3 separate regions of the Mus musculus genome follow, and regions 1 and 3 are each linked to region 2. The links are chromatin contacts, called in public HiChIP or PLAC-seq maps. All regions are on one chromosome and are shown on one strand. The core of a region is the stretch at or near the end of the contact, and the rest is flanking DNA. Distances in the headings are between cores, read along the strand shown. Region 1 has its middle 42 kb from the start of Actrt2. Region 2 overlaps Prdm16 (PR domain containing 16). Region 3 holds the start of Ttc34 (tetratricopeptide repeat domain 34).

Region 1 (4,277 bases), core at 873-3,372, 370 kb after region 2:
CTCGGGTTCTGAACACTCAGGTGATTTCTTGTCCCTACTCCACAGCCAGTGGCCAGTTTCCACACTCCAGGAGAGCTTTATTCATGTGGCGGTTCTGGGCTGCACCCTTGAGACAACTGCACTTGACCCAGGAGCCTTTTCTGGTGAGTTGATAAGCCATGAGGAAAAAAAAGATGGCCCCAGACCTAGGTTCAAATACCTAGCCAGCACCCAGTGTGCCTCAGTGGTGACCTACTGGCAACTCTATAGACTGAGTTGAAGCCCAACACACCAGCTCAGGCACAGGAGGGCAAAGCTGAGAATAGACGAGGCAAAGTTGGCCTCCACCCCCAGGAAAGACTTTTTCCAGCCACCCCACCCCCCAACTCCTCTTATCCCACCCTCTGGCCCCCACTCCGCCAGGCCAAAGAGGTTTATAACAAACTGTGCGGCGCACCAGAGAAAATGCCCCTATCATTAAGGGATTTAACGACAGCGTTGGCCGATATTGGGGATTTGTTCTGTCTCTCATTACACATTTTAACAAGCGCATTTCTTCACCACGCAGCCCCGCATCCTGGGCTGCCTGCCTCTCTGTGTGTGTTACTTTCATTAGAAGGCGTTTTATGAAGCCACCGATCACAGATGCACATACAACCCACAACTGTTGGCCTGGTGTCCTGAGTTGGGTGGCTAGCAGTGTGCCTTTGGCATGCCTGTGGTGATGTCTGCATGCCCAGGCAAGGAGAGGGCCCCTCTCCTTTCATACTTGCCCCCCAAACCAAAGCCCTTAATGAAGGGGCAACTGGGAATCGGGGGCAGATTCCTGAAGAAAGTCAGAATATCTCTAGGTCACGCCTCTGTGAGACCCCAGCTCCATTCTAAGCCGCGGTCTCCTGTGTGTGAGGCCAAAAAGATATCCAGGCTGACAAGTGTCTTTCAGCAGCAACTGCATTTTCCCACAAACCACTAAGTGGTATAAAAACAAACCCAAAATACAGGAATAAAGCTGATTCCATACATGTAAAACAGCCACCAGATTCACCCACTCCACTCCAGGAGGCCCTGAGAGCACCCAGATTTCCTGGGAGTCTGGAAATGGTTGGGGCCTGAGTGCCCCTCCTCTAGCTCTATGGCTGGAGCCCCCCCACTGGCACAGAGAGTCCTACAGCCCTTGGGGCAGCTGTGGGCTCCGGGTTTCCTAGCAGGAAGAAGACGAATCTTGTCACATACCCTCTGAAACTACCCACCTGGTATCTGGGTATGTGGCTGGTTTTGCAGCCATGTGAATCTGAGTTTTGCCAAGTGGTGAGTATCAGCCTCCTGGGCTAGTTAGAGGCCAGCACATCTTGGTCTGAGGGCTAGCTCTTGTAAGATACCTCTGGACAAATTAGGGTACAGAGCTTATGGAACCCTGAAGGAGGAACATCTACCCCAGATCTTGGAGCCCCTCATCTGTAGCCAGACAGTCCCATCCGTCTGTCTCTCCACCCTGACAACTGGCTCACACCCATATATCCTTATGAGGGGTGTTATGGTGGAAGACTTCCAGCTCTGCAGAATCTTCTGTATTTCTTCCCTAGACAGAGCACAGCATCTGATCTGAAGATGTGTTCAGACAGTTTGGGTTCAGTCTCTTGGCCAGCTCTCTGAGGCTCAGAGAAATCAGGGAGGTAAGACAAGACACAGGACGCGGGCTGGGTTGTATGTGACGAAGAAGGTGAGAGAGGACAGACGTCACCATCCTTAGGGCCAACGAACCTCCTCCGTAAACGGAGGATATGCAGAAACCTGGTCCTGCCATGGGTCACCTGGTTCCTTCCAGACAAAAAGCCACAGGCTGGAGCCTGTTGAATCTCAGGAGGGAGCAATAGATATGCAGGGAGGTGTCACAGCCCCAGCTGAGAAGGGCTCCCCCTGCCCCCCACCCAGCCCCAGCAAGAAGCAAGTGGGCTGGTAAATAGCAAGCCCTCTGTGTCCTGCTCTGCCGCCCATTTGGCTGCCCGGCCTGTGACTGTGGCCACAATGCCTTGCTTTCATTATGCTCCTTAAAAATGGCCTTGTGTGTCTGGAGAACAGGAAGTGGCCCGAGTCCCCCGTGTAAAAGCCATCTGAAGGCCTGGACCAGGTATGTTCTCAATCAGGAAGCAGGCAGTAAATAAACATTTACGTCCCGCGGCCGCGCACCGCCTGCCCCCGGGCTGCAGAGGAACACGGAGAGCGGAAATTTGCTTAGTCCTATAAAAGCACAGGCCGTATATCAATAAATGATTAAAAATGGAAACGGAGCCGGCTAATGGACGGTATTGATTTTAATAAGCGTTAAGTACATGGGGTTTAAAGATAAGAACCGCCTGCCCATCTCTCCACGCTCCAGGAAAGTGACTCATGTAAAGAAGAAAAAAGGGGCCTCTTTTCTAAGTTAAAACTCCCTCCCGTCCCATCGGGATGGCTTCCAAGCCGGCATTCACCTGAGAGTCACTGTGGCATAGATATGTTCATTTACTTCTCCTGTGAGGACAGCACGCTGCCCTCAGAGTCAGGGTACATGTAAGCCTGAAACATTATGGCCATGAAACCCAACTCATCTGGTTACAGGGTCTAGCCAGGCCCCTGCAGGCCACAGAGAGCACTAAGCATCCACTCACCATAGGGTGGTATGGGAATACCTGGTACCAAAGATGACCCGCCTGGTGCCATCTTATTTTGTCAGAGAACAGGTGGCCCAGACCACTTGTTAGGACATACCCATGCTCATCTGGACTTTTATTCTAATTTCACAAGTGGCATGGATCCTTGAGAGGTGCAGACGGTAGAGTTCACTTTTCTACCGGGAGGACTGTTACCTGCGCGAACCCAGATGGGAGGACGCTAAAGGTACTGCTGATCTCCTGACGCCATAGCGCTCCCTTCACCAGAAAGATGATGGCTACCAGCCCCACAGATAGTCACTACCTGTAGCTGCTAGCATCTGGGCAAGTGTGGTACCTCTCGGTTCACAGCTGTTTACAGCCAGAGGGGGAAAAGTGGGGTCCAACTGGGAAGCTATCATCTGGTTGAACACAGCCTACAGGTCACTTCGCTGCTACTGGGATATGGCCACCACTCCTCCCAAACTTCCTGCCCCATGTTTCCTATGAGGAGAAATGATTGCTCTGTCTGTTAGCTCCCCACTGCCAGGGTCCACAGTAATCCTGGCCCTGACAGGTGGCACCTCAAAGCTCCAAATCCACCTGGTTTGTCAGGTGCAAGTCCTCACGGAATGCTTTCAAGCAACGGGGGTAGAGGTTGCTTGAGGCACAGCTGATTGTTGTCTGCCTATCCACTGGGCTCTTAACCAGGCTAGGACTAAGAGTCAATGGCAGAGGTGGGAGTCCAGCCAGGCAGTTCCAGCTGGAAGGCACCCCCCCACCCCCCGAGAGCCCCATCCCTGGCTGGGAAAGACTGCACTAGGCACATTCTAGCTGTGACCAAAGGCCGCTTGGAATTTTCTGATACATTATTTTGTCTAGCCAGTATTCCAAGACGACCTCCTTGGCCTCCGAATCCCTTCTAAATCATCTGCAGGAGTGGGAAACTGCATCCCCCACCCCAAGTCTCAGTGCTGAGGCAGGCAGGGAACTCATGAGAGACATCTTATCCTCAGAGCCAGCAGGGAAAGACCTTCATCAGCGTTGCCAGAGTGAGCAGCCAGGGCTTGATGGTAGAAGCTGTGGGGTTCAGGACAGAGCACGGGTTGAAGTGGCCAGGTCAAGGTCCCTAGAGGCAGATTGTCTTAGACCATGAGGATGTAGACTGGGAAAAAGCTGAATGGTTAAAGAACTTACTGTGTAAACATGAGGACCCAAGTGTGGATTGCAAGAAACCCGTGTAAAGGCTGACTGGGCCAGGAGCAAGCTGGTCAGCGAGACTAACCATGTCGACACACTCTGAGTTTGATTGGCAAATTCTGCCTCAATAAATAAAATGGAAGGGCAATCAAAGATGATTCTAGACATCAATGTACGGCCTGCACACTCATATGCACACACACATTGACACACACACACACACTTGCACACAAATCACACGTATACATGTGCACACACTCATGGACACACACATGCACACACATTGACACACACATATCCACACTCGCACACACATCCATGTGTATACATGTGCACACCACATACAGAAAAGTTAAAATACAAGATAAAAAGGACTCGAGCATTGCTTGTTTCCAGTAAGTGGAGAGATCAGTTGTAAAGTACCTACGCTGTGCTAAGCCAGTTCTGTCCCCTGCCTCCCAGTGTGAA
Region 2 (3,997 bases), core at 1,496-3,995:
GAGCATGGGACACAGAACTAGAAAGAGCGGTCATTTACCGGCGCAGATGTGGGCCCGTGGCCACCAGGGATGCTCTGTGTACCCCAGCGGGGCTTGGGGATCACACCCACATGGGATCCCTGCCACAAGGAGGGGCACAAGAGGAGTCCTCAGGGCTCTATCATCACGTGGCTACTTCCTGGTGGCACAAGCTATGTGTGGGCACGGTACAGGAGTCTAATGTCATCGGTCTAAAAGCAAGCCAGACTCTTTGTTTCCCAAAGCCCTAGCCAGCCAGACACACCCCAGAATGTGTTGCTAAACTGGTCCTGGCAGAGAAGTGGCCATTTCCCTGTTTGTCTCAGGGTGACAATTGCCCAAGTTCGGTTTTAAAAGGCCTACTCCCTGAAGGGGAGAGCATGACAAGAAAAGGCGTCCTCCTCAGACCTTCTTGAGCAAAAACAAAGGCTCAAGGACAAAGAGGACAGGGACTGGGGTCAGAAGAGTAGGCAGAAGTGGCCTTCGGTTCCAACCCTTGAAGAATCTCAGGCCGTGTTTAAGCTATAGCCCCTCGTTTTTGACACAGGGATCCCCTGGGAGGTTGTCCATGTCCCAAGATACTTTGGTAACACATGCGTAGTCTCCCCACTCAGGGCTCCCCTAGGGAATCAAGGATACCCCATATTTGTTAAGAGCTCACACGTGGGGAGGGGGTGGCTTAATGGTTGTCGTGACAGAGATAGGACTAGGTGGGGGACTGGCTAGCTAAGGTTCTCCCAGAGACCTGTGGAGACTCTAGCTTCAAGTCACACCCCTCCCTGATTTTGAATGCCTGCCCTGGTTGACACTTTGGATACAGGAGACAGGCTCTCTCACATCCTCTTTTGGGAGTATGGAAGGAGACTTCCATCAATTTCCTGGATAGTCCCTGCCTTCTCCTTACATTAGAGATGGAGGGTGGTGGGCCAGGAGATGGAGGCAGAAAGTGTCAGAGCCAGGCCTCTGTCCACTGTCTTTCTGGTGGCCCCAGCCCTGTGGGTGGATCTTATAGGCATTTCCTTGAAAGAATGGGACTACGGGTGCACACAAACTAGTAGGGGGAATCCCTCAGATACCAACACGACGTTGATCCTACCTGTATGGCTGCTCCCCTGTGTGTGTCCTCAGATGTCTTGTGAGATTTGCAGATCTGGGGAAGATCTTGCCACAGTACCTGAGGCAGAGGGAAGAGAGGAGGAGAGGTTTTAGGGTAGTCCACACGGCCCCTTTCCAGATTTCTGTTCATCCAGAGCTCAACTCTGAGGCTTCCTACTGGGGTCTCGCCAGCATCCTTACCATCTCTACTCTGCCTTGAGCCCAGACATCTCACAAAGCACAGAGTGGAGGGACCAGCGTCATGCCCTCAGTCCTGGGAGCCACAGTGGCTGGGATCAGCTAGGGAGCCCGGGAGCATGAACTCCCAAAACCGCGAGCAATGGCTTCAGCACCAGGCTCACCATCCTTCCTAATACTGTGCCCAGGCTGCGCAGCTGCTCTCTGGCCTCTGAACTTAACTAAGCTGCACGCGGGGCCCAGATAACACAGCCGAGAGGACAGTTCTAGAAGCCTACCCAGATCACGCATGCGCAAACACGGCCTCGGGCGGATGGGGCGCCTGTCCGCTCAACCTCTGCTTCACTGGAACTGCAACTCTGGGCTTTTCCAGAAGCAAGTTCGCGCGCGCGCGCGTGCGTGCGTGCGTGCGTGCGTGCGTGCGTGCGTGCGTGCGTGTGTGTGTGTGTGTGTGTGTGTGTGTGTGTGCACGCGCGCGCGGCCCCTTCCCACCAGCCCCCAAGGGACCCTCGGTGTTTCACCTGCACGTGTATCTCTCCTTCCCCTTCCTGAGGATGGGATCCGAGAGCGTTGGGGGTGGGGAGCGGAAGTTGAACGGGTGGTGAGGCAGGGGCTGCAGGGAGCTGCCTGAGTCGGCCTTCATGGCTGCAAAGCTCTCCAGCTTCTCCGTCATGGTTTCTATGGCTGACATCTGCGGGCACAGGGAGGGAGAGATCGATGACTCAGCATAACTGCCGTCTGTCTTCAGAGAGCGTGCACCCGGGGGTCCCTGTGTCTAATTATTATCAATAACCTCTGGATGGCCATTGGAATTACAGCCACAGCTTACTCTGCTCTTGTCCTTCTTAGGATTGGGACTATAATCCAGGGTCATCTGGAGTGAGTGGTCTTTTCAGTATGGTAGGCAGAAATTGGTTAAAACCCCAGGCTATGCAGGCTCCATTGAGACTTAAGGCTTTGGTGACAGGGACCTTGAAGCTGTACCTCTCCCCACCTGTGCCAAGGGAACCATGAGAGGCTCTCTTCATACCTCTGCTAAATGTCTATCCCGGAAGGCACGTTTTATCTGGCAGACCACAGAGATGGGGGCAGGTGAGAGAGGCAAAAGAAGACGGGGTGGGGCAGGTACCACTGAAGACAGAGGGAAAGGGTTCAGCCTCTCAGAGTGCCGTGAGTGTTGGGAGAAACTGAGCCTAGATGAAGACCCCACTGCACACACCAGGGGGACATGGACGAATGAGCAGACAAGGTATCACCTCCCGATCCAGGCTCCCGTCCATGGCCAGCTGCCTCCCGGGAGTGTTTATTGCTTAGTGCTAGCGCCAAACACAAGGCACTTGTTCACTGATGTCAGAATCCAGGACCCAGCTGCCCATGGTTGAACAAAGGCTGCATGTCACATGACTGTAATCCTTCTGCACGACTCCAGCCACGAAGCCCTTCGGCACCTTGTTGGGATGCCCAACGCATCGTTGTGGGCTGTTTGCTGGGCACTGACAACAGGGAAGGGAGGGCTTTGTACTGCCGCTACTTGGAAGCCTCATAACACAGTGGCGGAGACATTTGGTATCTGGGGAAACAGCAGTACAGCTGTAACAGAAGCCCACAGAAAGCGGCGAATGGATGGACACTTTGCCCAGCCACCCTGGTGAGACCTCCCCATGGCCACTGGACGGCTCTGTGCAGGCAACAGAGATGCAGGCTTTGCCTTGTTAATAGAGGACTGACACATGACCCTCATCAGAACATACCACATACACTTTCTGCGTCCATGCTCACTGGAGATGGAACTGCCTGGCTCTCTAGGCTGCTACCTGGCCTCTCTAGTGCCTTTTTCAACACCTGAAAGGTAGGTTCTCAGGGTGACACTGAGGCTCTTGGCCATAAGTCTTAATGATAGCTTATGGATATAGCACGGATGCCTGTTTTGTGGAAACCTTCTTTGCATGGTTGCCAGGCTCTTCTATCTGAGTGACACAGGCAGCCAAGCTAGCCTCAGACCATTTAATTGGTGACCACAAGTCACCACCTTTCTGCCTCTTCGTCCTGGCCTGGGACACAAGGGCAGGCAGAGGAGGTTGGCCCATGGGAGCAGTGGGCAGGAGGGACAATGGGCAGCTGGCCCCCCACAGGCCTCTCTTCCTCAGGCCGGGTGGGGTGGGTCCTGCCTGCCTGGCCTGCTCTGCCCCATCAGACATTCCCGTGAGCTCCTAGTACAAACACAAACACCGGATACGCCTGGCTGCCTGGTCGGCTTTTTCCAGCCGGCCCTGGGAAAATTGGGGGAAGCTATTAACCAAACTCCGCGGCCCCATGGAACAATGGGAGGCTCTAAGTTTAGCTGTGAACTCAGCCAGGGTACAGGTTTCAGGCTGGGGCTTACCCAAGGCGGGAAGCTCAGAGAAGAACAATGCCCCATGCAGGTTTTTTGGCCTGAAGATTCCCTGTTGGTGAGGGAGGCTTAAGGGCGGTGACCTGCAGCTCACAGGAGGGGGGCCAGACCTCATGCAGTGAGGACTGGGGTCTGGGATACTTGAAGGACTTTGCCTTGGGCTGTGGGTTCCCCAGGAGGCATGTGGCCTGGGGGCACAGGCAGGGACATTAGCAGGATAGAGGGCACTATACCTGACTTGTAGACTGCTAGCCTTCCCTTCCAGTCCCTAGGACGGTTCCTTCCTGCTCAGTC
Region 3 (3,900 bases), core at 163-2,662, 500 kb after region 2:
GGTAACTCATGGGTCCTATGTAGTGAACAGGGCTGAAATTCTGGTCACCACTAACTAGATTCGAGTCAGTCACAGCAGAAATCCTTTGGACCAGAGAGACTAAAGCCTTGCGATTGGTTCCCATGTCCGGATTCTGAAACTTGGACTCCCTACTCAACTCCAGCAGTCTGGATTTGTTTACCACAGTATCAGAGGTGTAAACACAATATAGAAGACACAGCGTGGACAGGTGGGTTCCAGCACCCAGGCATGCTGCTCTCAAATGGGAGTTACAGTCACAGCCCAATCCTAACCAGGAGATGGGCCATCTGGCCAGTGCCTGCATCCCCTCAGGCTCCATACACCCAGGCAGGGCACAGGGGACATATCAGGGCTAATGTAATTGCCATAGTCAGTGCCCCTCTGTGCCCCAGGCCCTTCCAACAGCCCCACAGGACAGCCCACTCCATTACAGAGCTCGCCTAATTAGGGTAATTAAAATGAAAGTAATCAAAGTAACATAATAGGAAATTTCTTAATAAGCCCTCACCACTGCCGACTGCAAGTTTTGTGCCTTTGTGAATGTCAAGGAGCTGAAGCGAAGGTGGGCTGTACAGGAAATCGAGCCTTGCTGGCTGCACCCACCTTGCTCCCTCAGACCCAGGCTCTCTATATCACAGCTCCATAGAGGGGTGTGTGCAGACTGTATCCCTGGAAGCTATCCCACCCACCCCCAGCAGCCTTGTATCCAGTCCCCAGGGCCCCCAGAGGAGCCAGTGCTCACCCATACCTGTACACTTTGGTGAGGCGAGTTGGGAGGGGCCGCCCAAAGCAGACCCCTCTGCAGTCATATGAAGCTGATTACCCAGCATGCCCTGTAGGGCAGCTGACAAAGCATGGACTGATTCTCAGGCCACAGCCTCTACTTCCTCCTTCTAAAACTGAACCGTATGCCCCCTCCTCAGTCTAGACCTAGCCATCCTCATCAAAGGGCTGGTAGAGCCAGGGCAACCCAGGAAACAGGCTGTGAGCACAGAACTAGATCCTAGCCTACTTGCCCAGTGGGGCCAAGGACTTGGGGCAAATTAGAAGACCATAGGACCCGCAGCGTGGACAGGGGCTGCAGGAAGGGGAGCGAGACCAGGCGTGGTATGGGGTGAAGAATCATCACCCTGTCCAAGGTTGAGTTCTGGGACTCAGAGACAAAGACTGAAACTGTGGGGCAGGGGCTAGCACAAAGCATGGGACAGTTCACCCAAAACCCAGGCACTGTACACTCCTGAGCCTCCCTCCTCCGAGACTTAGATTCTCTCCTCCAAGGCTGCCCCATGAAGCCCAGCGAAACCTTGCCTCCTTCCCTTGCCCTCCCCACTGCCTGAGCAGGTCTGGCCACTAGAGGGCATAGCTGAGCAGCCAGGCAGCTTTGGGATGTTGACACTCTCCCTGGAAACTGGCCTTGCCTGTTCTGTGTCTACTGTGTTGGGCCTGTGTCTCTAAAGGCCCAGAGCCCCTGGGGATGACCAGCAGCTTCACCCACCACCCCCAACCTGGGGCCTAATAAGGAATTTGAGTCATCAGAACCTTCCCATGTCCAGAGCCTTCCCATGTCCAGACCTGGCTGGTTCGGCTTGTGAGTGTGAGCAGGGTATTGCATGTGTATATGTGTCTGTCACGGAGGACTTGTTGGGGCCAAGAGTAGTTAACCTGGGGTCAGATGGCAGGGTTAGAAGACAGACTTGTTCTAGAGTCTTTCTCTGAGCTGATTATGGGTTGTTTGTGCTCCCCACCATGGGTTGTCTGGTAGTGCTCTCCAGTGTGGGTGGTCTGGTAGTGCTCCCCACCATAGGTTATCTGGTAGTGCTCCCCACCATGGGTTGTCTGGTTGTGCTCCCCAACATGGGTTGTCTGGCAGTGCTCTCCAGTGTGGGTTGTCTGGTAGTGCTCCCCACCATGGGTTGTCTGGTTGTGCTCCCCACCATGGGTTGTCTGGTAGTGCTCCCCACCATGGGTTGTCTGGTAGTGCTCCCCACCATGGGTTGTCTGGTAGTGCTCTCCAGTGTGGGTTGTCTGGTAGTGCTCTCCAGTGTGGGTTGTCTGGTAGTGCTCCCCACCATGGGTTGTCTGGTAGTGCTCCCCACCATGGGTTGTCTGGTAGTGCTCTCCACCATGGGTTGTCTGGTAGTGCTCCCCATCATGGGTTGTCTGGTAGTGCTCTCCAGTGTGGGTGGTCTGGTTGTGCTCCCCACCATGGGTTGTCTGGTAGTGCTCCCCACCATGGGTTGTCTGGTAGTGCTCCCCACCATAGGTTGTCTGGTAGTGCTCTCCACCCTGCTCCAGACCTGGCAGGCACTTCTTGACCTTAACCCTCAGCCTGCATCACCCAGGCATGAGCAGGTGGGGGTGTAGTGCTGGGTTGGAGTTCTGAGACACTTTTTTCCTGGAGGTAGATGGAGCCAGGTGTTCTAGAGCCTGCCCTGACCCCTGATCTCTTAAGCATTCAGTTCTCCCCCCACCCCCCAACTTGAACACCAAAACCCTCTTAGGCTGACCTGAGTAGGCGGGGTCCCATCCCACTCGACAGGGAAGGAAACCAAGGCTCAAGAGAAAAGTAACTTGAAACCCAACAGGTTCTAGCAGAGCCCACGCCCAGCTATGGAGACTGCCTGCTGAGAGAGTGCCACTAATATCTCTTCAGTGGCCAGGTCTCAGGTTCCACACAGCAGGGTCTGCACAGATTCTGAGGACTCCGGGGCCATGCTCAAGCTGAACGTGACAACTCAGACACTAACTTCAATTCCCTTCCTGCAGGTACCCAGGAAGACCGAACATGAGCCAGTGGGGACTGAGACCGTGATGTCAGCTCAGGAGCTCGTGGCCTGCCTCTGCCAGGAGGGGGACAAGCACCTGGCCCTGGAGGAGCTTCCCTTAGCCACAGCCTTCTATCTGGCCGCCTTCAGCTGCCATGCGCCTTCAGCCGTGCGGCATGTACGGGCTCTCCTGGCTGAGTCGCCAGGGGCACCTGTGGTGGCCACCCTGGAGTCCTGGTGTTGTGGGGACAGCCAAATCCCTGCTATCCACTGGGATGGCATGACGGTGGTCTCCCTGACTGGGCCACTGGCCTCTGCCTTCCTCGGTGCCATTTGCCCGGATCACCCTGCCACTGTCCTGTACCTTTTGGCTGGCCTGCTGGCCCAAGGACGTCATGTGGAAGTGGTGCAGCGCTGTAACACTCTGCTGGATGCACACTCCAAGCAGGCCCTGGAGCTTCAGCTGACACGTGCCCTGGCCTGGGTTCTGTCTGTGGACCAGGCCAGAGAGGGCATAGCTGCCTATCTTCAGAACTTTGCCTCCAGCGCAGCCCGGACAGTGGCCTTCATTCGTAGCCACCAGCAGCCCTACCTCCCCAGGTTGCTTGGCAGCCTCCAGAACTACCTCTCAGGACACCCGAAAACCAGTGCCAGCCAGCAAGAGACCAACTGCCGGGGACTACTGGAGGCCCTGGATCCCAGAGGCAGCTGGATGGGTGCCATGTCACCGGAAGCTCTGCTTCGCAGAGGCCGGTTTGAGGATTGCAGGGCGGCATGTAGCCGGGACCTTCAGCCTGACTCAACAGGGAGTAGACCCCAAGGTAGGAGAGTGACTCACAAGTCACATTCTCCAACAGCCACTCCAGCCACAGCTAAAACCTGCCTATGGTGGGACCAGAGCTAGGTCTGGGACTAGGGTTGGGGCGGGGCTGGGGCGGAGCTGGGGCGGAGCTGGGGACACCACAGTGAAAAGACAGAGCAAACAAAAGTCTTGCCCTACTAAATGCAAGGCGCAAATCTGGCTGTCAGTCAGGGAAGGCTTCCCAGGATAGGTGGTTTTTCAGAGTCCACGCATAAGAAACCATATACCAATGCCCTTGGGAAGAAAGCTTGA

Evidence for each region. HiChIP or PLAC-seq counts read pairs in DNA pulled down with a chosen protein or histone mark.
Region 1: an H3K4me3 HiChIP or PLAC-seq map of embryonic limb bud shows a contact between it and region 2, with 6 times the contacts expected there. The contact joins two enhancer-like sites. A contact is called at or near these places in 1 of 39 promoter capture datasets (neural stem cells), 1 of 484 Hi-C or Micro-C datasets (nephron progenitors), 3 of 115 datasets of contacts at active chromatin or transcription factors (embryonic basal ganglia, embryonic limb bud and embryonic stem cells) and 1 of 9 other capture datasets (embryonic trunk).
Region 3: a contact with region 2 is called in an H3K4me3 HiChIP or PLAC-seq map of forebrain, with 6 times the contacts expected there. The contact joins the promoter of Ttc34 here to the enhancer-like site in region 2. A contact is called at or near these places in 1 of 39 promoter capture datasets (neural stem cells), 5 of 15 datasets of contacts at CTCF or cohesin (embryonic stem cells, hippocampal excitatory neurons, large pre-B cells and 2 more), 58 of 484 Hi-C or Micro-C datasets (B cells, the HL-1 cell line, LSK cells and 30 more), 15 of 115 datasets of contacts at active chromatin or transcription factors (PVALB interneurons, astrocytes, bone marrow-derived dendritic cells and 9 more) and 1 of 9 other capture datasets (embryonic stem cells).

The regions. Positions count from the first base shown.
Region 1 is chr4:154,707,854-154,712,130 of GRCm38.p6, forward strand. No RefSeq gene overlaps it. Among named protein-coding and RNA genes, the nearest start is that of Actrt2, 42 kb to the left of the region's middle. RefSeq lists an enhancer at 1-3,309. Within about 2 kb of position 2,123, at least 8 of the 459 cell types and tissues checked have an H3K27ac peak or open chromatin away from gene starts, as enhancers often do. A contact at or near this core is called in embryonic limb bud, where this site is marked.
Region 2 is chr4:154,333,261-154,337,257 of GRCm38.p6, forward strand. It overlaps Prdm16 (PR domain containing 16), which reads right to left. Exons shown (of 17, transcript NM_027504.3): 11 at 1,833-2,002; 12 at 1,115-1,192. Among named protein-coding and RNA genes, the nearest start is that of Arhgef16, 35 kb to the left of the region's middle. Within about 2 kb of position 2,746, at least 66 of the 459 cell types and tissues checked have an H3K27ac peak or open chromatin away from gene starts, as enhancers often do. A contact at or near this core is called in brain, cerebral cortex, embryonic limb bud and 3 more, where this site is marked.
Region 3 is chr4:154,836,004-154,839,903 of GRCm38.p6, forward strand. It overlaps Ttc34 (tetratricopeptide repeat domain 34), which reads left to right and starts at 1,413. Exons shown (of 9, transcript NM_172878.4): 1 at 1,413-1,609; 2 at 2,788-3,607. The coding sequence starts at 2,833.